Regions from separate parts of the Rattus norvegicus genome. Here all the other regions are linked to region 3. A link is a contact called in public Hi-C and HiChIP or PLAC-seq data. All regions are on one chromosome and are shown on one strand. Each heading gives the region's core, a stretch centred on a gene start, on an enhancer-like site or on the middle of the called end of the contact. The rest is flanking DNA. Distances are from core to core; before and after follow the strand shown. Region 1 has its middle 36 kb from the start of Sox6. Region 2 overlaps Sox6 (SRY-box transcription factor 6). Region 3 overlaps Sox6 (SRY-box transcription factor 6). Region 4 overlaps Sox6 (SRY-box transcription factor 6).

What was found. A called contact is a pair of places that touch in the nucleus more often than the background predicts. HiChIP or PLAC-seq counts read pairs in DNA pulled down with a chosen protein or histone mark.
Region 1: a contact with region 3 is called in an H3K27ac HiChIP or PLAC-seq map of oligodendrocytes, with 7 times the contacts expected there. The contact joins two enhancer-like sites. A contact is called at or near these places in 6 of 12 Hi-C or Micro-C datasets (the A7r5 cell line, Schwann cells, frontal cortex and 3 more) and 1 of 1 datasets of contacts at active chromatin or transcription factors (oligodendrocytes).
Region 2: a contact with region 3 is called in a Hi-C map of Schwann cells, with 6 times the contacts expected there. The contact joins two enhancer-like sites. A contact is called at or near these places in 1 of 12 Hi-C or Micro-C datasets (Schwann cells) and 1 of 1 datasets of contacts at active chromatin or transcription factors (oligodendrocytes).
Region 4: an H3K27ac HiChIP or PLAC-seq map of oligodendrocytes shows a contact between it and region 3, with 2.4 times the contacts expected there. The contact joins two enhancer-like sites. A contact is called at or near these places in 1 of 12 Hi-C or Micro-C datasets (Schwann cells) and 1 of 1 datasets of contacts at active chromatin or transcription factors (oligodendrocytes).

Annotation. Positions count from the first base shown.
Region 1 is chr1:179,698,567-179,705,065 of GRCr8, forward strand. It overlaps a transcript of Sox6 not described here. Among named protein-coding and RNA genes, the nearest start is that of Sox6, 36 kb to the left of the region's middle. Within about 2 kb of position 1,260, at least 2 of the 93 cell types and tissues checked have an H3K27ac peak or open chromatin away from gene starts, as enhancers often do.
Region 2 is chr1:179,299,920-179,307,408 of GRCr8, forward strand. All of the region lies in intron 7 of Sox6 (SRY-box transcription factor 6), which reads right to left. Among named protein-coding and RNA genes, the nearest start is that of Trnav-aac35, 87 kb to the right of the region's middle. Within about 2 kb of position 4,287, at least 14 of the 93 cell types and tissues checked have an H3K27ac peak or open chromatin away from gene starts, as enhancers often do.
Region 3 is chr1:179,477,693-179,484,239 of GRCr8, forward strand. All of the region lies in intron 2 of Sox6 (SRY-box transcription factor 6), which reads right to left. Among named protein-coding and RNA genes, the nearest start is that of Trnav-aac35, 90 kb to the left of the region's middle. Within about 2 kb of position 2,214, at least 1 of the 93 cell types and tissues checked has an H3K27ac peak or open chromatin away from gene starts, as enhancers often do.
Region 4 is chr1:179,339,476-179,346,772 of GRCr8, forward strand. Sox6 (SRY-box transcription factor 6) reads right to left here. Exons shown (of 16, transcript NM_001024751.1): 6 at 448-620. Among named protein-coding and RNA genes, the nearest start is that of Trnav-aac35, 47 kb to the right of the region's middle. Within about 2 kb of position 4,881, at least 12 of the 93 cell types and tissues checked have an H3K27ac peak or open chromatin away from gene starts, as enhancers often do.

The DNA of each region.
Region 1 (6,499 bases), core at 10-2,509, 220 kb after region 3:
TGTTTTCAGTTTTCTTTGTACAATTTTAAAGAACTACTTTCTTCAAAGAAGCAGAGACTGTGTTTAGAAGGTAAAATCAAAAACAGCACTGAAGCCCCTTTCTGCATTTCGAGGAATATATCAAAGGCAGACAATTCAACATCTCTCTTTACTACGACTAGAAACAATGAGCAGATGCAGGTGACAGGAAGATCATGTAAGGGGTTATCTTGCGATGACATCTGAGATAGCATGAGAAATCTGCATATCATAATACCCACATCATACAATGCATTGATCTCATTCTGCCGCTTTACATGGGACGTCACTGAAAAGCATTAAATCAATATATTTAAGCAATTTGGTCCAAAATAACTAAAACATGGAAGATTCTTACAGGATTTATAGTATCATATCAACCCTCAATAAACAGTAATACTTCAATCCGGAGAAAGCATTAAAAAGGTTTCAGTGACCCTCGAAGCTTCCTAATGAAATACACCAAGAGCAGTCCTTGCCAGCAGAACGCTCATAGAGAGAAAACACAGAAATAGAAAGTCCAGAAAATTACAGACCACATTCAAGCTGATTCCCAAAGATGCAAAGCGTCCTAAACAGACGCAGCATTAGAGCACCAACCGCTAGATCCTCCTGTTTCACTCTTCTAATTTACAGCAGCTTTCACTGTATCGCTGTTCTGTCCCAAACAGGTTAAGACACTAACTCAATGTATTACAAAATAAAACCAAACATCTCTCTTTAAATGCAAAGAAACAAGTAACTCTAGATAAATGGCAAGATTTCTACAGTTTCAAAGTATTGCTTTTCACGTGGAGTATAAAAGAAAATGTCACCACACATTTTCATGCTATAAAAACGTAAAACAGAAGATTTCTGGATTCTTCTCTAAACATTTTGAAATTTCCCCAATATTATATTCTACACAAGTTACTGAGGAGTCCTAAATATATTAGCATTGTAAAGCACAAATAACTAGGCAGTTGACTTTTAATGTGGTTTATTAGTTTATAGTGGATTGCACCATCTACAATTAACCTCAGAAAATAACTCACATCCTTCCTAAAGATGTAAGTTTTTTGAGTGAATGGTAAAATGGGTGATATATTAGGGGTCTTAGAGGAGCAAGAAGAGATTCTGAATATAAACAAGCCATCATTCTGGTAAAAGGAAATACAAACAACTAGAATAAAAATAGTTGACGCACAAAAGCCATAATGAGGGGGTAGCTCGAAAAATAACTTCGACTTTGAATGGTTTGGATGAAATACAAATTATCCACAGAAAAGTGTGGACTGGCATAAATGTTTGTACAAAATCATAAGTGTATTTCAAGAAGTACGCAGAGGCACCAGCCTGCATGATGCACCAGCCTGCATGATGCACAGGGCCCGGAGATGCTCTAAGTGCCAGTGCAGAGCCCAAACCACTGCATCTTAATTACCAGGCAGCTCAGATATATTGCCTTTGATATGGAAATGTTCTTGTTCTCTCATCTTCACATATGGTCTCATGCACAGAAATCTTTATCTGATTCATAAAAAATAAACTAGAATCCAATCTCAACACCTGACCTCAGTGCTTAGAAGTTTTTTACTAAGCGTGGTGTCACTATAAAAAGAATGGCTAATATTGGTGCAAAGTTGGCTATTTTGAGCAATGATATGAAGGATTTGGGTTAAGAATTGAATCAATACTGCCTCTCTGAGATTTTAGGGTTTCCTGTTCCCTTTTTTAAGACTACCACAGATTTGAAGAAGAGCATCAGCATCCCGCTTTGGAGGTGAGAGCCTGGAAGAGAGTTAAATTATATTCCGTTTCTCTGTCCATGCTCGTCAGTTAATATTTTTATCCAAACTATGACAATCAGATACTATATACTTGAAAAGCTCCACCAAAACCATAATGCAAATTTTGAACTATTTCCAGTTTGACTAAATGTCTAAGAATAATTAGCTGAAAAGCCTTACCCTCTTCTATAGAAGAAGGAAAATAAAAACATCCTTCCTAAGAATGACTAATGAATATATAATGAGAGGAGTAAGAGCTCTGATGCCACGCACCAAAACAATTAATGTCCAGATAACAATTGAAAAACTTAATTGACAAGGCCATACTGTTCTTTAAAATGTGCTTGTGTCTAGTAAAAATTGCTTTCATATATTTCAAAACACTAGTTTTTTAAACTAGACTCTTTTCACATTGGGGACATAATCACAAGGAAATACAGAACCAGCTGAGGACATGAAATGCTACCGTTGTGCAGCACCTTATTTCTCGCTGTTGAAAGAAAAAACAGAGAACCATATTCTTAAGCAAGTTGCATTCCAGACCCCAGAACTGGTTCATTTCTTCTTCTAAAACAGCACTAAGCGTTTATTTTGTTCATGTTAGCATGTTTCTATAATACCTGCCATCATTAAACCCCATCTAGCCACATAACTCCATCAATGGGAAATGGCCTAGGTTAATTTTTAAAAAACATATACAGTAACATGACACATCTAACCTCATGACGGCAGATATTACACCCATCTGCAAATCGTCTCCCAGCATGTTATCTGTGTTTTATCATCTCTAGTACCTGTCTGTGCCTGATATGGTACTGATATTGTTTCTTAGACACATTTCTAGGGAATGTTCTGCTTGACTTCAAAAACATCAATTGATATATACACACACCCATCCCTAAACTATGTTTAAGCAAATAGTTCTCTTAAACCCAAACTACAATTTCATAAAATGCTGTTTTAAGTAGTAGATACATATACATGATATAAATATAGATGTGTGAGTTATATCACTAGTGGATTAAAATAACCAATATGAAAAGATAGAAAATGCTAAAAGCTTTAAAACCAACGTGTTACCTTATTCTCAAGAAATACCAATACTTCTAGTACCTATTGTATTAATTGAAAAAGAATTATATAAAATATTTCAGATTTATGATATTTAAGAAAAATATGTGGGAATTTGATCATTGACTTAAAACCCAATAGCTCCTAAAACAAGACAAATAAAAATTTATATAAAACCTCAATAATGCCACCAAAATTTGTCATTTATTTGTTTAAAGCTATATATTTTGAAGCTGTATAAAGGAAGATTTACTGGTTATGCTGACACGTTGTAAGTCTTTGCTTTTCTGTATAAAGAAAGTGCCGCTGCTCTCTGCTGCTACTGAGAGCCGCTTCGTGGACAGCATCCCCGGAGCATCACTCCATCTGAGAGCCGTGCTGAGTGCATTAGCGTCACTGCAGACACGGGCACATGACCACTGCCTGGTAAGTAGTCTCCTAACATTGGTTTTTACAATATACTGTTGAGTATTGTAGTTGTTCAATATAGCACAGAGTACCATACCTCATAATTCTAAAAAACTCAATTTTTGCATTTTAATTTAAAAGGACGTATAGTCCAAGAGAACATTCCTTTTTTTCACTTCTAGAATAACAACAAAAAAAGCAACAACGAACCAGATAAACAATAAACAAAATCTTCTCAGCCTGTCATAGTAAGAAATGCAAATGCAGAAGGGCAGAGGAGAAAGAGGTGTTAGTGCTCATGAAGTGACTAAGGGTGTCAGCTTGCCTGAGGAATACATGGTCTCCTCCTGGTATCTAGGTACTAGTCACTTGATGTTTTTGGCCATAAACTAGATCCAATGACATTGGCTTTCAAAATGTGAGCCATTTAGTGGTTTGTTCCCTTTTCTTAAGAACTGGGACAATATAGTGTCTCTTATAAGGTCTCTCAAATATTTAGAAGAAATCTACATGTCATTTTGCCTATCTATATGCTTTTTATTCAACAAAGAACCTCTAGAAAGTGCATCGGTAAAAATTCCGGGGCTGAGAGACCTAAAACTTCAGCTATCACCTTGGTCATGCTATAAGAAAATACTGCACTGGCTCCATCAAAGCAAGTGGGACTTAGCCATGTGCCCTCTTCTCATCTGCTCCACTAAACCTCTGGAAGGTTTGGGGTAAATGTTTGCTCATTTGTTCTGAAATACAGCGAATCTTTCCAGTACTGTATCTGAGAGGCCTAGAAGCAAGGGAAGGAGGCGAATTGATGCCAGTGCCTAATGCTGAGTGCTGAATTCCACAGAGAGTGCACAGAGTGGCAGAGGGATGACAGAGGGGGAAGGTCGTGTTTGAAACTGCACAAATCTGGTCTGCACGGGGGCAGCAACCTTAAAGCTGGCCTCAGGCTATGATGTCCAGGAAAGCTGCACAAGAAACTCTAGCATCCATCTGAGCAGACAGGAAGACAAGGCTCTACTCCAAGAACCCCAGGCTGAACAGGAATGAGAAGAGAAACAACAGATCTGCCCAGCTCCGGGATCCACTAGCAACCCCAAGCAACTAGGCCTGAAGCCGGAGCAGAAACTACAATCAGGCACTGACACTAAATTACTGTGAGAGACCTCTGAAGTGAGCAGTTCTAAAGTCCCTTCCCAAGCCAAGACATACAGTACCAAGGCTTGCTGTCCCCAGTAAATAAGTGCATACAGAGGGGTTTGAGCAGATTCCCCAGGGCAGGCAGCATGTGGGTACCGATGTTACCAGATTCTTTCTGCTTTCCCTTTCCCCGCCCAGTCTGCAACCTGCCGCTGATGTTGGGTACCCTCTCATAATCAGCTCTTGCCCCTTAGCCGAAAACTAAGAAAAACTGGAGAAGCAGAAAAGGCAGAAATCAAAAGTGAGGCGTCATGGCCAGTCTTTCTAGCCAGGGCCTCCCCAGGCTCTCTTGGCGGGTTAGGCTTCCCTTGGGAATCCTGTAATCCAGAGCTGAACTGAGCTACTCAAGTCAGCCAAGCCCGTGCCTATGGGCCTTGGGGATGAGGTGCTGAGTGCGCAGGCTAATTATACATGTGGCATTTGGGCAGCCAACTGTCCAGTTGACACCTTACCTTATGAGGAAACGTCCACCCCACCAACTGTTCAAAACAAAATGCCATCTCTGGGATCAGCTTCGCCTGCTCTGGGCCGGCTCAGGGTTGCCTTTCCTACTGCCTCTCGAACTTAGCACAAGAATGTGGCCTAGGGAGGCCAGTCGCAGGCAGGCAGGCCCGCCAGGGTTGGGGGGACAGGCGGGGCGGGCCTTGCCAGGTGTCTGTCCTGTCCCCCCTCACTATGGACCAGCTCGGGAACGTAACCACTTGACCTTTTTATTCACCAAACCCACCTTCTAGAAATAGACTGGGCGGGGCTGTGTCTGTTCTCGGGACCAGGGGGAAAACCCGGACATGTGACTACAAAGGACAGAAGAGTGGAGACCCTGGTGGGCGGGGGGAAGGGGCATTCTCTCCACTGGGTTGCTGGCTGGGCGGTTCCGCCAGGGCCAAAAGCCAAGCCACTGGAGTTCACTCTGGAGCTCAGCGTCCAGCACCGGGAAGTCACCCGTACTCCCTTTCAGACAGTGAAAGTGGTGGTCCCGAGCCTAGTCCATTGTGCCACTGGGACAGCTTTGGGCTATCTTGAGACTGAAACTTCAAGTTCGGCCCTTACAGGAGGCGACACACAGAAGCAGCCTAGAACAGCCCATCTTGCTAACTAGCAGCCCTGCCAGCCACAGTAAATGACTTATTTTAGACCACAAACAGGAGCGGCTGTCAATAACTGGTCATTCACACAAACAAACATTTTCATACTTGGTCAGAATCAGACAAGCTTAACTAAAACTCAAAGGACGCCGGAAACGACCACCTTTTATCTGTCCGAACACACCAATTCTTTTTATCTTAAAGCTGCGCGGACCCGGAGCTAATCTGTCCTCCGCAGAGCCTGGCCGTTCCTTTGCAGCAGTTCAGCCCCAGCAGCCTTTGCACAAGCCCGGGTCCTTCTTCGCACTGCCCTTTAAGGGAGAAAGCCGAAAGCAGCTCCCCCGGGGCAGGCGGGCCTCGCCAGCACCGCCTCCCGCCCAGGGCCCAGCCGGTGCTGCGAACATCGGCCCGCAGCAGATAGGGCAGCGGGCAGCGGTAGCGGGCCGGGCAGAGAGCCTAGAGGGACGAAGGTTGCGGGTCAGGCTCTGAGCCGAGGGTGCCGGCTGAAGCGCAAAGGACCTGGAAGTCGAACCCGCGCGAGCCTTACGGGGCCGCCCCTCGCCCACGCCGCCAGCGGGCCAGCCTGCGCAGCAAGCGTGCTGAGCAAAGAGGACCACCGTTGGGTTGCGAACTGCCTTGGAGTTCAGTGTGTGTATTGCTGAGAAGACCATAAAAAGTAAAGTTCAGTAATGGAGGGAGTGAGGGGACTGGAACTCGAATGTCCCGGGAAAGTCGTGGGCAGCCCTGGTAGTGGAGGGCGAGGAGCGAGCGCGCGGCTTCTAGCCACCCGGGTTTTCTTTAGTTCTCCGGGCAAACTTCACCCCTGATGAGGAGTGCTATGGAGATCCTGGAGTCCCGCCCGCCCTAGGCCAGCGACAACCCCACAACTAACCAACGATCCCAAACCGAAATGGGAGGTTCAGAAGCCCAGCGGGTCCTCCGGGTCCCTGC
Region 2 (7,489 bases), core at 3,037-5,536, 180 kb before region 3:
CCTTACGACCATAGCAACGTAGAGAACTCCAAGCCAGCTATTTTGTAGACTGTCCCTAAGTTGCTTGACTTTTCATGGGGTTATTCTTTATGGTTAAATTTGGATTGTATGTTTTGTCAGTCATCTAAAAGAAGAGGCTGCCCTGTTGTGCTCACCCAAGCCCATCAGTCGCTGGGGCACTCTAGTTCATCCCCTCACTGCCTGCGCAGTGTAGCATTGGCCAGGCTTCTCTGCTATACTGATGAACTTTCCCTTCGGCCTCCCTGTGTGTTATATGGGCCAATGCTTTCAGACGAGGTGGGCACCCTTCCATAGCCAAGCCCTCTGGCAGCTTCGGCACCCCTTACATTACTGTCCTGTACTCCCATGACTAGCTAAGTTGGTTGCCAAGCAGCTTCCCTAAGTTCTTACACATTATATAATTGGCACTCTACGACAGGGAGAATATTATCTCTACCTATTTTTTTTTTAATTTTGAATATACATTCACACATACACATAAAAACACTGTTGCTGTGCTCCTAAAATTCCTTAGGTACCTCCTCACTTACTGAAATACTCATTATTTTCCCTTTCCCAAAAAGACTCAGGAGAAGGTATGAGGATATGATGTGGCTGCGGTGTATAGAGAACCACTAGGGGATACTTTTTCCAGAGGTTCTTAACCTGTCATTAGATTTGGATCTAATGACCACTTCATAGGCATCATCTAAGAGCATTGGAAAACACAGATATTTATATCACAATTCATAACAGTAGCAAAATTAGAACTATGAAGTAGCAAAAAGAATAATTTTATGGCTGGAGGTCACCACAACATGAGGAACTGTATTAAATATCGCAGCATTAGGAAGGTGAGAACCACTGCTTTATTTGGAGCATTATTCTAACATTTCATTCACAGAACTGAGAAATATTCTTACACATATATTATACATACACACATGTACTAATAACTATTTATGTATAAGTAGATGTCTCCATATTATTATAGTTTTAATAAGCAATATCATGAAATTATATTTGCATTTTGAATTCTATTCTAGCCCCTGAATTTATTCTTATCTTGCTCCATCCCATACTTGGAACTCTTTTTGTAAAATAGTGAAAGGTCTAAAAATCATTACATCAACCAGTATGTATGAATATCTATATTCTTATACACATACATACACATACACATATATAATATATATTTTATATATAATATATATCGTATATATCTTTTTGGAAAAGGGAAAATAATGAGTATTTCAGTAAGTGAGGAAGTGCCTAAAGAATTTTAGGAGCACAGCAACAGTGTTTTTATGTGTATGTGTGAATGTATATTAAAAATTAAATATATATATATATATGCACATGTTTTGTGTATCTCTTCTATGTTATGAGCATATATCCTCATCCTTGGGTTGCTCCTAAATTCAGCAGTCTTTATTCATGGGCCCTATGTCTCACCATCAGTTTGATGAGCAGTTGCCTTACAGGGCTGCTTATAGCCCAGTTCCTTTTCTCCATGGGTCCTACCTAACATTCTAATCTACGTAAAAAAGGAAGGAGAATAAGAAGTAAAAAGTGCTTTTTGTTTTTCTAGCTTCCCTTGTAGGTCCTATTTCCTATTAATTACAAACTGCTATGCCAACCCACCCCCTTCACGTCACTGGGTGCCAACTGCAACTGCAGAGTAAACACAGCTTCTCTCCGAGAGAAATCAGCTCAACCCTTGACCGTCACAGTCATTGAGTTACCTTAGTTCTCACCTGCCTGGTGGCAAAAGTTAAAATTCATGCTGGTGCATATTTATTAAAATTAAAGAAAATTCACATAAAGAAAATGGATTGGTGGTCAATTGAACCACAAATGACAACTACAGATCCCTAGTCAAACTTCGATGGTAAGCTACCGTAAAGGCCTGCCGTTAATGGCTCTGTTCTGGGTTTGGGGTGTGGCAACATGAGAGGTCAGCAGAGGATTGGCTTCTGTCTTGGCTTTTGACACACAAGGGCTTTGCTCCAGGCCCTCTAGTGTTGCACTCTGCCAAAGGTAAGTAAAGAGTGTGTTAAGTAAAGTATAATAATGGAGCAAGGAAACACAATTTAAAAAACGCTAAGTAGAGGCTTTGAAAACTGAATCTTTAAGGTGTCTCCATGCTCATTGGCGCATAAGGGAGGAGACAGTGAGGCCTAGCTCATGCCCCAGCTGCCTGTGGTTTGGATTTCTCCATAAGGCCTCCTGTAGAAGTGCCCTCATGAGGGTTAATATTTCCCTACTAAGGCTGGAAATGAACCAGATTATTCTTACTCAGACACAAGATCCTAGGGAGGGTTGAGTTGGTTCCAGCCTGGACAGCTTCATCTTTTCCAGTAAAACTACCAGCAAAGCCATTATGTCTTAGAGACTGAATGCTTTGTGTCACCTGTGTATCTTTAAAGAGCCTACAAGAAGTTCTGTCACAGCATATTTCCTCGAAAGGAAAAAGCCAGCAGAGTTTGATATGGTTAAGCACAGCAGGGCAAATCTTGCTTCCTAAGTCTTTTCCTTCCCAGGGTTCTGTGCAATCCCTTCTCTCTCAGTCACAGTGGAAGAGAAAGGGGAAGCTCCCCTCTCCACTCTACTCACAGGTCTTTTGTCCTATCTTCCAGGCGAAATGCATGTGACTAATAGTGCTCCAGCATCCTTGAGGGCACAGCCTGCATGCTGCACCGGGCAGTTTGAGGTTAGATTTCAATTTTTCAGCTTCTCTCCTCTTCCCCAACCCGTTATTCGCTGTGAGTTTGGGCCTACTATTGACTGCACACCAGAAGCACAGCCTGACGAAGCTGTGAATTGCTATGAGCCTCCAGTGAGCCTTCCATGAACCTCTCGAAAAGGGCTCGCCATTGAGTTAGAACTGCCTCACTCAATGTCTTTTCATACAAACACACTGCTTCTCAGCAGCTCAGAGTAGCACATGACCACTAAGACCAACCTGAGTATCACATTCTGATCCTGCTCGCTAGCCAATTAGCAAATACAGGGAAAGTAATGCCTTACATTTACCATTCTAAAAAATCCAAAGTATGTCTGCCAATCAGTTACCGAGCTAGACCACCCATGGATAATTTTTTTTATTCTTCCACGTTAGAATAACATGGGAGGAAATTTTGTGTGTGCCGTCCTTTTCCTGCATTTTCCAGCTAGATTAAGCTGTTGTCTATGCAATTGCCTCCCAGCTGCCATGACTTATGAAAATAACAGACCCCGCTCTGTTGTCTGGAGAAAGCGGGATTGTTATGAGTAACTTTATTGCAGGCACATGAGTGTGTTAAGACTTTAAAACACGCTCAAATGTCATGTGCACACCCAATGACGGGCAAGAATAATGATGAAAAACAAGAGATCTATGTCTATGAAACCGCGTTGGACAAAATGGGCCATTCATTGTGTTCCCCTGGGAATGCCTGGACTCTGCAGTCAGAAAACAAAAAAGGCACTTTTTCCTGCCGTAGGCTGAATGCTTAGCTTTGCCATCTGAGCCGTAAGAAAACACGGGCCCCTCTGCTGCCGCTGCACCCACACACGCTAAAAAATATTAATGCCTCTCTTTCCTGACTTTTCCCTTTCCAGGCAATCCCCCTCTGTGTAGGCTGTAGCCAATATAATGTCAACACAAAGACAAAATAGTTTATCTTACAGAGGTCCCTAACAATTTCCCTCTTGTCCTCAGCTAATTGCCCTTCCCCCAACATTCAAAAGGAAAAGCAAATAAAAAGATAACCTTTACTCCAGTGGTGAGCTTAGGACTGGCACAAATTTTATACACAGCAATGTCCCTTGTGTTCTCTTGCCTGTGGCCTGTGTGAACACTCCACCACGTAAGCAAGCGGGATCTTTGCCTCTGCATCTCTGCCCCTCCCATAGGGAAGCTTCTGGGGGATTTCTGTTAAGTTTGCCAGCTTCTCAAGAGTACCCTCTTCTCCTCTCCACATCAACTGCAAGGCATCCTTCCTCCCAGTGAGTTTACATATATTATAAGATAGAAAGACAAATGAACCTGCAGATCATTTTAGGCCCAACACATCTTAATGTGCTTATTTTGCTGGAAGTTTAAAGCTTTTGTGCTTTATTGCAATTTTCAAGCATAGTCATTTTATATAAATAGACAAGGTACGTTATTCAGTGATTTTTCCTAGATGGATACACTTGCCCGTTGATGGTCCACTGTCGATGCTACAGTAATTTCCTTGGCAGCTGAATCAGCAGAAAGAATAAACAAATTTCCAAAAGAGTAAGCTTCTACCCAGGATCTTCAATCTTGAACCTTTCTAGTTTACTCCAGGAAAGAAATGGAGGAGTCTTTGCTCCACTGCAAGGTGTGCAGGAAGGGTGTTAGAGAGCAGCTGGAAGGCCATCAATCCCCCCTTCATCTTCCTTTCCAGAGCACAGCTCCTTGTTCTTGTATTCCCACCCAGCAACCACTGACAGTGCCTGTCAATAAACTGGGGGCCAACTGCAGGCTTCTTTGGCTGTTTCTAAGAGTTGAGCACAGCACACATATGCCAATCTTGTGACTAGAGGAGGTATTTGAAAACTCTTCAAGTTTCAACATGTGCCTTGTTTTCACATAGTGAGCAAATGGCTTGGAAATGCAACAGTTGAGGGAATGAGATATAAATTTTGTCTGACAATAAAATGTGGTAATCTTTTATTTAGCTAACCGGTGTTAAGATAGCAGGCGAGTCAAAAGACAGTTGATTGTGGGTGTGTGCATACACACCAGAGGACACAGGGTATATTTAGCCAGCCTACTGGTTGTTTTGACTGTGCTCTGAAAGCAGTTGATTTCATGGACTAAGCAGTTAAGTTTGAATCTATGACTGAATTAAGGGAGTCAGAAAGCACTTCAGAAACCATCTAGTCGCTTAGCATTGGGTCAGTTCACTTACTACTTAATTTAAGTCTGCTGGACCTAGAGACACTCATAGAAAAATCATTCAAACCAGAGTTAAAGCCAGAGCATCGGAGAAGTTGGTGGCATCAAATAAACCTGATGAGAGACATGTGTATCTCTGAATCGGAAGAGCTATGTGGTCATCAGCCTCCCTGCAGAAGGAGGAGATACCTCTCCAGGGGGAGGAAGCATACCAGGCCAAAGTCCAGACCTAGAACTCAGCTTCAATATTTCTCAGAAAAGGCCTGGGGCTAGGAGTGCCTGTAACCCTCTGCAGAGGGACCCAGCCACCAGAGCACCGAGAAAAGAAAGCCCTCACTGAGGCCCTCACTGAGGTCCAGGCATGACCATGAACAGCACTTCTGGAGCCACTCATGAAGTATGAGGTTCATCTCAGGGAGTTTGCTAGCTCACAGGCCCCAAACCTGGACCAAAGCCTCGCACTGATCTGATGTTCAAGTCCTAGTGACAAGGAACCCACAATTAGTCCTGTCTCCCCAGCTGAAGGATAACCACTCACAACCTTGCTGAGCCATCGGAGCAGCTCCGAATTTGTTTTAACAATTCAACAACATCACATTCCTCATTCATCCACTTAGCTTAATTTTCATAGCATCACTTGCAATGCTGAGGTTGTCTCTATTAAGCCGTTTTTCTTGCATCATTAACTTTTAACCAGGCATCGATAGCTTTATTGTTTAAATTGCGTATGACTTTATTTAACGTCAGCATTTCTTCTAGCTCTTGACAAGAAGTCACATTTTATAACTAATTAAATTGATCCCTGGGAAGCAAAAGCCACTAAACGGAATTATTCGAACCCAAGTGTCAATATATTAAATCAAAGGGCTAATGAGTTGGGTCACTGCATCTTTTATTGGGAGGCTACAGCAGAACAGGACTCATAATATCCTCTATTTTCTGCCTTAACAATCAATTTTATTTAAACCAAAGGCAGCTAATTAATACTTTTGGATCTTATAGTAAATAGTGCCTCTTTCATAACACACAACTGGGCGTGGGACTCTTCCTCTGATGGTACGAGCAAGGTGTTCTTTGCATCTTTTACAGAAACGAGCAAGGTGATACATAGGGGATTCTGCATGCAGCTGCTTTTGAGAAGTTCTGGGTTTCAGTGACTAGCATTCTGGGTATAAATCACAATGAAAAGTTTCCTTTTGGAGCTGACAATAGGGGCTAATGAGCGTGATTAAGGAATAGCTAAGTGTGTCACACCAGCGTTTCTTCTCACTCCTGCAACCACTGAGTAACTGCCTATAACTTCATCACCTCTGTCTGGACGTCCCATTTCAATCTATCGCCTTGTAACTCACTCTGTCCAGTCTTCCCGAACTAACTTTGTGTCTTCTGACAATAACCTCGTCACCTTTGCTTCCTAGCAAAGATTGCATAGGTAGAAGCATCCCCTGGTGTTCTCTTGCATGTGGCAACTGTACATTCTACCACATACACATCGAGCTTGTCTACCTCTGCATCTCTGTCCCTCCCTCTGGAAGCTAACTCCTGGAGTAGATTTGTTCAGTTTGCCTTAGTACCTCTCCTCTCCACATTATCTACCCAGCGTCCTTTCCTGCCAGCATGGCCACACACACATTACAGGATGGAATGATAAATCATTTAAGCCCGAACACATCTTAATCTGCTTATTTTGTTGAAATCTCCTAGGGTATTCAGATATAACATTCCCATTTAAAATTTTACATTTTTATATCTTCTTTGGGAGAATATCACCAATTTTATCATTTTTTTTATATTTGGAGAAGAAAGGAAAAAATAAGATAAAATCAGATATAGAATCTCTCACCATCTTCAAAATTATAAACAAAACAACCTTTAAATCACATCTATTATACAAGGACTTAGTTTGCCAAGTCAAAAAAAATTAGTCCCATACAATCAGGCCTCGTGACTGTTAACCTTACAATGAGGAGACCACCTCTAGGCAAAAAGGTACTGAGGCCAAAATGAAAAAGTCAAGAGTGTAATGAACACATACACAGCCAACTGCAGTGGCTAGATACAGTTCAGGTGACACCTTTAATGTAGGTCAAAGAATTTCATTGTATGTATCTGGCAAAGAGCCAGCATCACCAAGGTTTAAAGGTGGCCTCAAGATCCTCTGGGTTAAATGAATACTATTTATCACATAATAAGTTGTCAAAAGTCAACTCCATCTCTACTATTCAACTCTGCTGACTTACCACCCAGATCACTTGCAGTGTGGAGGGACACCACAAAAGTTTTTGACAAAAACATATCCTTTCACCTACAAATAGTTTGCTTTTACAAATCGTACATTACAGTTGCCTTCTTTGTAGACAATGGTTCTATTTTTTAAGCGACTGTAGATAGCCACTTTTCTCCATCTACAGATGTGTATGACTTAGAAGTCTGGCATGTGCCGTAGCTGTTTGCCACAAATGCTTTCCGCTGTTTCCAGGGGTCCCAAGTCACAGCATATTTGACCCCACCCACAGATAGTTCTGTTCTTTATCTGGAGAAGTGATTGCTGACATCACACACAAATGGGATCCCAGTACA
Region 3 (6,547 bases), core at 964-3,463:
CAAACTGGGCACCATCAGCAGCTCTGGATCCCCTGAGCCAGCTGGCATACAAACCAGAGGCTGTCAATCTGGTGTCCTGCTTCTATCTGGACACTTTCTTGAGACCAGGCTCCTTTGCACCCCACTCTCTCCACTCCGTATCATCAGGGAAGAGTAAGAAAGACACAGATGCTCGCCCACACAGGCTCAGAAACTCTAAGTGGGGAGAGCTAGAACAGAAGTCAGGGCTCTGGGGCAAGCTCAACTGTGTGATCTATGATACATTTCCCATCATCTAGTGAAAACATCATTTTCCTCAATCTTACAATTTTTAAGTAATATAACAAACTTTTTTCCTTCTAAGAGATCCTACATGTGACCTTACAGAGTGACAACCTCCTACCTGAGAGAATGTAATCACGAGTGTTGAACCTCAGTGATGGCTAATTTAAGCCATTTCTGAAATTATACACCCACATGGTATTTCTTACAATACGGAGATAATAAGGAATGTTGAGAAAAAAGGTATGCTTTGTCAGAGAAATCCTTTCAAGGCCCCAGTAGAGAGTGTCACAAACTTGTGTTAAGTAAAGGAAAGAGGCGTCATGCCAGGGTTTTTATTCTATGTGACCCAGAGACAGATTCACACCTGCCCTGCTCATCGCTGGCTCCTTAGTGCCTGACCCATGCACCATATCTCACAGCTGTTCAATAGTTCTGGAAAGAAAGGCAGAGGGAAAATAGCCAATAGATCACTCTTTTTTACCTAAGAGAACAGACACAAACCACTCACATGCCCAGGCTGCCACCCTCAGCTCTATTCTGTTGCTATACTCTTGAACAAGCATCTTTCTGCTTTATTTCTAAATTCCCTGATTATTTTGTCTTCTCCCAACATTGAGCTGTCTTCCTCCATGAAGGGCCCCAAACAACCACAAGGTGCTAACATGAAGATACGCTTTGCAGTGCCATAGCAATGAAACTTAAAACTAAATTCATCAGACTTTCCTCAGCACCTTCCCTTGTTTACACAGATGCAGAAGAGTCCCAGAAGCATCATGGCTGCTCATTGTTAGCCTGCCTCTGCTGTGTCAAGCCTCCCTGCTCGTGTCTCTCAGGCTTTCCCTGCACACCATAACAATCACCTCAGGACAGGGTTAATCTATACATCTGGCTCAAACTCCAGCAACCTACCCTAAACTGGCTTACCTCTTTCAAGTCCCTCTTCTTTCAGATGAATTGCTGCCATTCTGTCTCCCCCCACTATTCTGATCAAAACACATCAGTAGCTCTTCCCAGGAGACACCATGAAATCTAAACTCCTCACCCAGGCGTTCAAGGCCCTGCACCCAGACCCGTCCAACTTTCCTAAGCCTTTCTGGGCTGCACCTTCCCCCTCTGCTCTGCGTACACTGGTACCCTCAAGCTTCGCTCACTCTTGCTGTGATGGTCTACCTGGCCTTGTCACTTCTCTGACCTTTGTGGAACTAGTTGGGACTATCCCTGGGACTGTGGGCTTAACTCTCAGGAAGTGATCTAAGGAAGTCATTCTCACAACATTTATTCAATGTTTCATGCATACAACATTTTTTCTAATGAAAGAATGATAGACTATAAACAATTGTATAAATTGTCCCAACAAGATTATGAGTTTCCAAGAAAAATAACAAAACTCCATGTTTCTCTGAATCCCACGGTACCAACCTAGCACAATATTTGGTGTAAAGGTAACATTGGAAAATATTACCCAGTTGTTTAAATGCCATTAAATAAGTAAAGAGAAACTGGTAGGATATAACTAACCAGAAAATAGCAGCCATGCTAGAAGATTTAAAATGAAGCTTCCAAACTTCCATACTCGATTAAATATCTCCTCTTTACACACGCCCTGGCCCATTAAATTCATTTTGAATTTTAAACATAACTGCAATTAAAAATACAAATCAAACATCAATTTATGTTTCCAGAAACATTAAAAGGATGGACAAATGAGATAGTAAATGGATAGATGATGGTTAGACAGATGGACATTGAAGCAATCACTAAAAGCTTAGAAAGTCCCTATCCTGTGCTCTGTGCTACTATACATACAGTGTGAGCTCATGTTCTCAGACAATAGGATTTGGGTGACATCACTGTCCTGTTTAATGATAAGAAAACCAAAGAATAAAACTGCTTATTCAAAACGTAAAATAAAATGTAAGGCCAAGTGAGATGACACATGTCCTTAATCCTAGCACTCGGGAGGCAGAGTCAGGAGCCTTTTTTTTTTTTGGTCAAAGCTTTCTCAGTCTGCATAGTAACTATGAGGCCAGCCAGGACTGCAGAGCAAAAGCCATGTCTCACAAGACAAAGAGAAAATGAAAGAGCGCTCTCCAGAAGGGCATAGCAAGCAAACAGAGGACAGAGTGTGACAGCTGACAGTCTAACTCCTAGGCAGATTCTACCAGGGCTAAAGATTTTTGAAATATAAATTATTAACTATTTACAATTATCACATGAATCCTTCCTTACTAATATAGTCTCTCCATATAGACTATCACTATGAGTATTTTCTCTCTCTCTTTCTCTCTCTCTCTCTCTCTCTCTCTCTCTCTCTCTCTCTCTCTCTCTCTCTCTGTGTGTGTGTATTCTAAATGCTCACTTAAACTTCAATCTATTCTTTTTTGTTTTCTTTCAGGCCTGAAGCATAGCCCGACAGCAGAAAACTGTCCTAGACCTGGGTTTGATCCCTAGCACTTCAAAAACAAACAAGATAATTTCTAATCCTAGAGTTGGAGGTATTTGATTACTAGATAACTGTTGCAAGAAGGGGTAGAGATAGACAGGCAAAGAGAGATAAAAAGGAGAAGGAGAAAGAAGATGAAGGGAAAGAAGAGGAGTGCTGTGGTAGTTTGAATAAGAATGGCCTCCACAGGCTCATATATTTGAATGTTTAGACAAAGTTAGTACAATTGTGTGGGAAGGATTAGGAGTTGCGGCCTTATTAGAGGAGACATTGCACTGTGGGGTGGGCTTAAGTCATTCCCAGTTAACTCTTCCTCTCTGATTCGTGGTTGTTGTCTCAACATGTAAACTCTTAACTACTGCTCCAGCACCAATGCCTTCTGCCTGTTACCACTCTCCCTGCCATGGTGGTCTTGAACTCTAACTCTCTGGAACATGAGCCCCAAACTAAATACTTTCTTTTATAAGTTGCCTCAGTTTTAGTGATTTGTCTGGGCAATAGAAAACAACTAAGATAAGTAGGAAGAAGAGGAAGGGAAAGCAAGAGGAGAAAGAGAAGGAAGGAGAGGAGGTTGATGAACAGGCCACCTGACTCTCATTCCAGGTACCTTGACCCAAAATCAGTTAAGCAAGTAACTACAGCTTTTAGTACAGGAGGCTGGGAGGTGTGCTGTAGTGTTGTTTCTTAATGTAAACCTCCTCTTCTAGTTTGCATTTTCTGGCAAGCATTGCTGACCCACATATAACTATGTCCTTAAACAATCAATAGTGAAATACAAGGATATCTCTGCTCATTCATATCTAGGTTTAGAGGAGGATGAGATTCAATTTCTACTCACCAGCTCTGACCACAGAAGCTACTCTGGACACAGGTCAGAGCTGGAAGCATTTCAAAAGATATGACTCCTACTGCTGTACCAGCTACAAAAGCAGGGATCAGGACAGCCTAGGGGCCAGGGGGAAGGAGACAGGAGCTCCAGCAATATTCATTCAGACACAACTGTCTCCGCTGATCCCAAGGAGGGCATAGGAACTCAAACAACCTCCTAAAACATTACTGTACATGACATTGCATATGCCCTAACTTCTAGGGAAAGAGGCAGAAAACCTTCAAACACAATGGCATAAATTTTTCTAAACTGTCACTGTCTGTAGAAACTAAAGAAAGATTTTACCAGCAATACAGATTTCCACATTTTTAATATGCACAAAATAGTCTGCTTTTGCAGATAACCGAAGTGCCACTACCTTGTGTTTTCCCCTCCATACCTCGGCAACTCTCTACCTTCCTTATAGCTATTTGCTGTAAATTTCTCACTTGCATTTGCTGGTTACATATTATCATAAACAGCTCCAGGAGAACATGAGAATCCAATTGTTTCCATGAATCACTGCACAGAATTGTTTTGCTTATCATTATGAAAGTCAAATGTGGCTGCCCACAGCTTTGCATATTAAGAGACTCTTTACTGAGTGTCTAACTGCATCTACCAAGCTAAGAACCTCTGGCTTTCCCAAGCTCAAGTGTTCACTGTAAGAAAGAAGTAGGTGGGGACTGGGGATTTAGCTCAGTGGTAGAGCGCTTACCTAGGAAGCGCAAGGCCCTGGGTTCGGTCCCCAGCTCCGAAAAAAAGAACCAAAAAAAAAAAAAAAAGAAAGAAAGAAGTAGGTGTCATTCACAGTCATAGGCCCCCATCATGAAAACATGCCTTGCAACTTCTCAAACCTGACTTGAGAGAGTTCTGAGGATGAGTTTTAGAGATGCGGTATTTATTTGTATCTAAGGTGCCTATAACTAGAAAAACCTTACTTGTCTTAACAGAACCTGCTGCTACATGGAAGGCTGTGGTGGGAAGGTTTTGAAAAGGGATTTAAATCTCTGACCTCTCACTTAGTAGACTTGTGGACTTGAGAAGTCATTTAACTATCTGAGCCACCATATCCCCATTTGTACAAGTGGGGTCAATTCATGTACCTTTAAGAGTTGATGTGACTATTAAACTAATCATTGTGAAAGCACCTAACATTTAGTAGAAATGGAAAAATTGCTAAGCTACTTCAAATAAGACTTAGAGGAAAAATATTTTAGTTCAAACAAAGCCAATAAAAATCGTTAAAGAAATTCTGAATTTTTAGAAATCATTTAACATTCCACTCAGTAAAAGTTTACTATTGTCAATCTGTCTGTGACACAATAATAGGTGGGACAGTACATTTTCTACACACAGGTGCACACACACCATCTCTACAAAGAGTTACACATAAGACCAGATCCTACTGTCCACACCACTGAAGCTGTTTCCCAAGGACAAAGTCGAGTCTGGGACTCAGACTGTCCATTTGGACCTCCTACTGTCCATCTCTTCCCTTGATTTTCAATGACAGACAAACCAAAAGAGCAAATCCAAGAATTTGGATACCGTAACCCATTCAAGGTCATTTTGGATAGATTTTTAAACTAAAACAAGCTTATGGTAAGCGGAACTTCCATCGTCAGTACTCATATTAACTTGACAGTGCAGAGAAAGTCTAAGGCACCACTCGTGTTCCCTGAAATGCAGGAGTGCTTTTCAGAGCTCACTCACACTTGCCTTTCTTTCAGGGAGACCAACACCCTGGGCAGCAGTGATACCTGTCCTCACACGAGGCTCCAAACTGTTTCTTGTCTTAGGCCAGCTTCTCTGTTTCTAAATCAGGCAAGCACCCAGCTCCTGCCAATGCTCTAAAGAGTACTGTGCTGCGATGCAGCGTCATGGCTGACTGAAGACATGATGTTTGCCCTCTTACCTCCATTTACTTTAAAGAATCGACCTGGCCTATTTGGATTTTTAGTGACTTCATTATTACAAAATATAAGTATTTCACTGGGCTCAGTCAAAACAATGTTCGCTGCAGCTTGGGGTGCCTAGTTGCATTGTTTGAAGCCGAGTGTACCAAAAGAATAAACTTGCCTGAGGACCAAGCTCATAAATGCAGCGGTTTCTAGAGCAGATGGATGAGGAAAGAAACAAATAAATATTTTTGAACTTTGCCAAACACTACAGGGAACAAACTCAGGGTGTGTGTTACTTGGGGGTGGGGGTGGGGGTGTAGAAGGGACAAATGACAGAATAAAGGGGTTCGGAGTGAAAGGAATTAATGGAGCACTAATGTAATGCATTTCTCAGAAGTCAATTCAATTCATTGGAGTTTCGTATAAAAATACCTTTAACGATGTCCAACACGGTGAATCCTGGTAAAACAGCAGTCTTCCTTAGTCAGAATTGTTTGTGAGCACTGACTATTTCATGTTCTTTAGTTAAAACACTCCAGAAATTACCCGGTGGCCTGCTTGTCAGTTGTGCCTCTTTGAAATGTTTATTATGATGAAATATTTTCACTAGAGAAGGTATCTTTACCACTGCACACAAGGCCTCTTGTCAGATGCAGCCTGCCTTTGAAAACCACAAGGGGTGGGGAACAGATCACTCTTCCTCGAAGAGTTTGTGGATGAGGTCCGTGATTCTTCCTATGTAATTATATACCAGGACCTTATAGCACACAGGGAAAACAAAGTGCATGCTTTAGAAAATCTAATAAATACTATCCAAAAAAGGCATGCATATTAAACCCCCAGGAAAATCAAATCTTAAAAAAAAAATTTTTACAATTCCCTAGGAAGATTACAAATGTCACACAAAAATGCCTTTCAAGTTATTAGTTCGGTACCGTGACATCAGCGGCGGCTCCTCACACACCACCATCCCACCCAATCAGGTAGGCTTTGAAGTTAAGAAAATTAGAAGGTAAAGTAACGTAGTTAAGACCTGTGACAGCTAAAAGGCACAAATCACTCACACGA
Region 4 (7,297 bases), core at 3,631-6,130, 140 kb before region 3:
AGCACTTTAAAGTTAGAGGCCAGTGAGCTACAGGGTCCTAAAGCTTTTCTAGAAGAAAATCCCATCTTTTCTAGAGGGGACAGTGAGGCCTGGACAGAACCCACAGTGAGCATGAATATTCTCTGGGTGACTCTGTAGGTGGCTACACCCAAGCAATCCAAACCATATCTTCCAAAAGCCATGTTTGTCATCCGCGCTACGATTTGTTTCTTTGCCTTCTTGAAGACTAAATTGCTAGAAGTTTTCCTTCTCTCTCTCTCTCTCTCTCTCTCTCTCTCTCTCTCTCTCTCTCATTCTCTCTTCTTTCTTTCCCTTTTCTTTTTTTGAATTTCTGTGATTTGATTTTCTGAAGAAAGCCTCTAACAAATAGACCAATCAGTGTGATTGCTTGCTGATTTTGGCGCCCACCCCCCACATCTCCAGTTCCCTGGAGCCTTGGAGCCTCACCTGTTCTTGCTGTTGGCGAGCAAGGTCCATTTGCTGCCGCTGTTTCTCGATCTGCGAGGCTGCCAGCTTTTTCTGTTCATCGTGCGCTGCCAGGAGCTGCTCCCGCAAGCTGATCAGCTGGGTAATCATGGTGGAGAGTTGCCGTTCTTTCTCTGCAAGGCTCTCAGGTGTACCTAAAATGGGAACGAGAGGAGATCTCACAAGCTTGAGGAATGTCTTGCAGGAATCAGAAAAAGAGGGGCCCAGTTTAGGAGAACCCCTTAGACAAGGGTATAGGACTGTAACTATTAGTCCTATAAGTGCATGTGTGCTGTGATGTGGACAGTGCTTTCCATACTCAAAATTGTGTTGTCACCTAGAATCCCCGTCCCCCTCTAAAACCAAAACCAAAGCAGAATGACCTAGCAACCAGTCTAACTCCTTTTCATGATACACCCATCCTTTAAGCAAACCAGAACTCCTGAGGTTTTTAATGGTTGCTGTGGGAGGGAGAGATATTTTCTTCCGTGGTGTAGTTACAAGTAAGGAACTCCAGCTCCTGTAAATGACCCCTTATCCATAAGGGTAAGTAAGTGACCCTAGTTAAACTTCGTGGATTACCCAAAGCTAAAGAATCAAAACAAAGACAGGAAAGCACATGGGGTGGGGATGGGGGAACAAGTTCAGAAGAGGAAGGAGATCGAAGGGGACAGCAGATATAATGAGAGGTGTCATCAAAATACACTATATACCGAAATGTTGTCACAAACATACTACTACATAGAACTAATATATGCTAATAAAAAAACTTTAAAAAAAGAAATCAAAGTTCTATAGTTCTGACCAAAGTGCAGAAACTTTAACTAGTTTAATATTCTAAAACTGCCCTTTCTTTAGTGGCATTATTAATAGCAAGGGTCGGCAGGTGCTCACAAAGCACTATTTAAGGATCTCCCTAGTTGTGGTCCTCGTAGGTTTTCTATTGTCGAAGGACTGTCTGAAGTTCAGAGGAAAGAAAGAGGTCATCAATCTCTTGGGCATGGAACAAGTTTTCCCAAGAGAATTAAAACCGCCTTAGGTAAGAAAGTATTAAGGTGTTGCTGTTGTTGTTGCTGCTGCTGCTGCTGCTGCTGCTGTTGTTTTGGTTGTTTTGGTTTTGTGCTAGGGATCAAGCTAAGGTTTCCAGATTTGTCCTCAAAGGCAACAATGTTGCTTGGGGGCTCCCTCGCCCCTTTGTCATTTGTCACTCCTCAAAGGGAGAAAACAGGCTAAGAGACTGGAAAGGCCATGCATAAGGATGTGCAGCTTAATGAACGCAAAGACGCAGAGCACTTACGGTATGCGCTAATGGCACTGCAGTCTTTTATGGGTAAATTGCACAGCTCTCTTAAGTAAAGGGGACAGAATCCTTTTGTGAGTCTAAATTAGAGCATTTTACCACAGTGTAAGATAAGGATTGCAGCCACTGTATTGGAGCCTCACTGGTTTCATTATAAAGAAGAGATCTATGCTTTGAAAGCTTTTCAGGAAGATGCCAGCCGCTGTCAAAGGGGATGAAGAGCTCCGAGTTTTGTGAATGTGGAAGGGGAGACTTTCAGTCCTGTGAAGCCCTCCCCTTCGTGCCTGCTAGGAAAGCACCAGAACAAACCAAGAAGCTAAAAATATCTTAATTACGTGTGTCCCTATTTTCTGAGTGGACCCCCAGAGAAAAAAGGTGTCTTCAGAGTAGCCCTTGCTAGCATAGGATTCCTTCAAAGACAGACAGATGTTGACAGAAAAGCAACCCAGATAGAAACACTTTTTGATTTTAATAACTAACTCAGGTTTAAAAGAACAAACAGAAAAAGACCTCCCTGACTGACCTGAAAGGGTATCTATATTCAGAATTAAGAGACAAGAGTGACATACAAGAAAGGAGACACTAGTTATGGAAATACACAGCAAGCAAATCAGGAGTAGCTCTTGGAAACCATTAAAGAAGAAAAATGAGTTTTTATTTCATCAGTAGGATTTTAGGTTTGGTTAGAAAAAAAGGAGGAGGATGAAGAGGAGAGGAGGGGAGGAGAAGGATGAGGACAAGGAGGGTGGCAAGGAGGAGGAAGAAGAAGAAAAAGAAAAAGAAAAAGTTGTTCTTGACACAAAAATATTAAATAAGAAAAATATAAATGTAGGTTTCCAGAGGAGATCCAAACAACGTGCTTTCATCACAATACACAGGAATAAGAAGATACAGGAAAACTAAGGAGCTCATTTATTTTCTGATTTTATTCATTTTAATTCAGTAAATATCTTTTGATTGAAACAATGTGCCAGGCACTACTCAAAATAATCATTATATGAATGTAAACTACTACTGAGAAACTGCAAGCAAATCAAGTATGCTAAGGGAAGTTGACCCAAGTTTGGACCCAAGTTCAAGGAAGGAAACCTGGAAAAGCAAGAATTTAACAAGAAGAATATGCATAAGCAAGGTAAAGAACTTTTGATCATAAGTTCTTTTGATCAAAGAACTTTCCAGAAAATATGAAACATTACCACTGCAAGGGAACTACAGATAAGGGGAGGGTTGTGGGTAGGAGTATACATGATCAAGAGCTTTTCAGAAGGAAAAAACAATATAGACAATATAGACTTCGTCTCTGCACCTGCGTGGTGGGGTATACAGGCTTTGGTATGTTTAGAGATTAAATAAAGATGATTAAATATGAATAAGGAAAGAGGATAAAGAGGCAGAAAATGTCATTCCACATAGAACAGGTTTGATGAGCTTTCTCTCCATTCTGAGAATAATGCAACAACACTAACAGTTGGAGCAAGGAGGGCACGCTGGCCATGGTGTGGGGAACAGGCTGGAAAGTTCTGAAATCAATAAAAAAAAGTGTACACCTTTTACTGCCTATCTTTAATACACTGTAGTTTTCTCCTTTACTTGACTCTATGAGGTGAGTTGGGAGGCTTGCTGACCACTGTGTCGGCTGCCCTACCACTGTTCTTGGATAATAAAGCACCCCGCAGAGTGTTTTGGGTAAGGACCAAAGGCACACAGGTTGGATTTTTATTTTTCCATGAATATGAAATTCTTCCTTCTCCAGTTTTAAAGCCTTCTCAACCACCTGTCATTAATTTCTCTTTCTCTTCCGCTTGGTAATCAGAGAAGCTGAGGTGGTCTTAAACAGCAGCTTCCTGTTCAAGTAGGAGCCAACAGTGCTATCTGTAAATGTCTGGGTAACTCCATTATGTGACCTAAGTTTACCAAATAACACCAGTTAGATGAATCATTTTACAGAGTGTAAAGACAGTGAAACCATTTGACTGTAAACATTAAGTGTGATTTAAAAACTCTTCCATTGCACTTAGCCATATTTTTAAGGAAAATAAAACAAGGAGACAGTAGGATTTGTAAGTTAAGGGTTCTGGTACTCATATATCATTGTCACTAAAAAAGAGTCACATTTTTCCCCCACATTTTACTTAAGTAAGATTTATCCATAGGTTGATTGATCCATTGATAGGTGATATATAGTTTATAATTGATTGATATAATATAATAGAAAGGTATAATAAGACAGATAGATGATAGATAATTGATAGGTGACTGGTAGGCATATATGTAGACAGATGGCACATAATAAATGATACATAGCTAGACAGATATAGATTGTATGTGATGGGCACTAGATAGTAAATGATAGCTAAATAGATCTAAATGATGGGCAATAGGTGATAGCTGGATGACAGGTAGATAATTAACAGATAGTTGTTGGTACAGCTATGAGTCACAACAAATGGCGCTGGGTGAAATGTAAAATTCCTTTAGAATGAGAAATCCTCTGTATAGCAATGTAGGTATAGCTTGGGTTCAGATTAGGGAGTAACACATTCAAACAGTACAATAGTTTATGTTCTCTAAATGCATAGGTTGGAGAAGGCAACCTTTCTATTCCATACATTATATACATTTGGCACAATTAATTTAAAGCTCAGTATTTGAACCTATGCTAATAGATTTTCTGTTTAAATTAATGAAGTGTTTACCTACCCTGCTGTAATAAAAATAATATCAATTGTGAGTCATAGTGATCCAGCCAACCTGAGAGTCCAAGTTACTTCATTCCCAGACCCATTTAGTTGAACCGAGATTCCACATTACAGAGAAACTAGAATGCTCAAAGTGGCTGAAAGAGGAGGCAGCCAAAGGGGTGTACAGGACCCCTTAGTACAGTCAGGACTGTTAGGGATGGCAGATGATTGTAAGATGCTTCTTCAATTAAGTTAAGAATATGTGGGGAAATCTTACCCTAAATCATGCTTTGAGATTTGACCAAATCAACTGAGATTAAATAAATACGTAAATAAATAAATAATAAATAAGACGGGAGCCTGGGATGAGCCCCATCTCAGCGGGCCAGCAGAGGTCATCGGTTGCCTGAAGTCATCTGTTTCACATCTTTAGACTGTCTTAAAATGACTCTCTCAGACGCACTGCCAGAAAATAGCCTCTTCTGCCTCCCACACAAAGCCAGAGGTAGTTTCATAAACCACAGGAAGGGAGCCAGAAAAAAAAAGCTTCTGTACACAGCTTTCCTCCAAGTCAGTGCGCCGGCTTTTATTGTGTGTCACACACAGGGTGCGTCTGGCGCACCACCGTAAACTGTATCTATCTTCCAGCTACAGAGATGGGGCTGCCAGCTACAGCACGGTTTCTCCTTTCTTTCTTTTTCCTTTCTTTCCTTTTTTCTTCCATGGGGTCATCTTTATCCCCAAACCACATCTGTCTTGAGTTTCTCTCGGATTAGTAAGGTGGATCAGTGCTCCCCGGGGCCTGCTCCAGCTGAAGTATTTTAATTTGACTAAACACCTGATTTATTTTATCTCTCCGATGAGAAAGGCAGTTTGTCTTAATAGAGCCTGTCAGCCCACAGCCCCATTCACAGCAATTTACAGGCGGCCGGGGACGCAGTGAGAGAAGAGCGCGCTGCGATTCTGTATTTTACCCTCCTCTGGAAAGCACCTAAAAGCAGCTATTCACTGCTACTGCATGTGGCATTTTAGAACTGAATTAGCTTTTTATTCAAGTAACTACACTTGTTGTGAATAGCTTATCTGTAAAATTGCTACATTCACTACTGATTTTATTAACCTTTGGCTCTATCACAAAATGGTCTTCAGTTAGGAAAGACCTTTAAAATTGACACTTTTTTTTTCCTGAGGGGCCTTTATTCCAGTGACTTTGGATTTACTGAATTTGATCCATTGAATTCTTTACCAGTTGTAGTTAAAATTTTGAGCCTCAATAGGAAGTCAATAGTGTGTAAATGAGGAAACAGTTTTTTAAATGTAAATATGGTGGCAATTTCCCTCATCAAAAGTTTTCAAATACCATCTTTTATTATAATAGTTCAGAATCCCCCCTCTAGCCTTTTTTGGTCAGAATCTGTAGAACCCGGAAAAATTAACTAAAATAGATCATTTATTTTATAACTTTTATAAATCCCTCTTCAAGCTCAATACCAAAGGAAAAAAACAGTAAATATATAAGAATTTATGTTTAACAGTTAATTTATTTTTTGGTTTAAAATGGAAATCAAAAGTCATATTTAAGATTAATTTAAAGCTCTTTCCCCCACATCAGTTCATAAAAGTTAGCGTCATAATCTGCCAGCTAATTTTGCCCATATGAAACCCATATAATTACAATTGGTAGCACAGGAAAAAAACAAAACAAAACTGGGCACTGGAAGGCTGAGAAGGGCTCCAGGGCAGAGCCATCAGGGCAGGGTTGGGCACTTTGCATGTGGACTTGCCTCTGTTCTTTGCAAATAACTCCATGCCCATGACTTCTAGAGCACAAGAATCTTTGCGAATAACGCCCTTGGCACTTAGTCGCAAAGCAGAACATGGCTCTCCTAAGAGCTAAATTTTTAGAAGAAAATGAAGAAGTATGCACAGCAGTTGAGTGGGAGACAGAAAAAGACACTTTAAAAGAATGGGGAGGGAGGTCAGAGGGGAGGAGAAAGAAAAGGTAGGGGAAAGGCCCAGGGTGGGGTAGGAGGATGAGAGAGAGAGAGAGAGAGAGAGAGAGAGAGAGAGAGAGAGAGCGCTGAGTTAAGTTCTGGGCATGTCTCTGCATGCTTTTCCTTTCTAATGAAATGAGGGTTGTGTTGTTAAAGGTAAAATTTATTTCAAATAAAGCCAAGGACAAGCAGCAGCAACTAAAGAAGTCCAAGGGCTTCAACATGAAACAAAGCTAACCAGCCTGTTTCCCTGTGCGGGTTACTTTAACAGACTTGATAGAAAGTCACAGTGAAATTGTAAGACTGCAGCTACAAATGCCTGTGTGTGGTGTGATGAAGAGGGTGGATAGAGACGCTGAAGTGGGGGTTCCGATGAGGACAGACTTTTCCACATCGGTCCTAGAAGGATTAAAAAAGCACTTAACAGTAATTTCAAAGTAACACCAATCCAGGATCTCAGCCAACAATCCAGGAAGATTTTAAATTAAGTTGAAAAGAAAAGCTTTTACGAGTCAATTTCCAGGTCAGGTCTAATTGTTTTAAAATGGACATTGTTTGGGAAGAAAGCTAAAAATACAATGTCAATCATAAAAGAAAGCCACATTTGATCTCTCCTGCCCTCGGATAACCTGGTCAAGCTGCTGCCTCTCCCGCTGCAGCCCTGCACACATCAGATGGGCTGTGATGTTGCTACTTCACAAGCCCAGTACAGCATTTAGCCCTGGCCTTTTTGATGGAATCTTCTTTTAAATGTCACAAAATAGGGCATCAAAAAGTCAACAAAAAATAAACAGGGTGAGCTAAGGAGACCCACAACACACCAGAAGATTCCTTGATAAAAGTTGCTTTGTGATGAC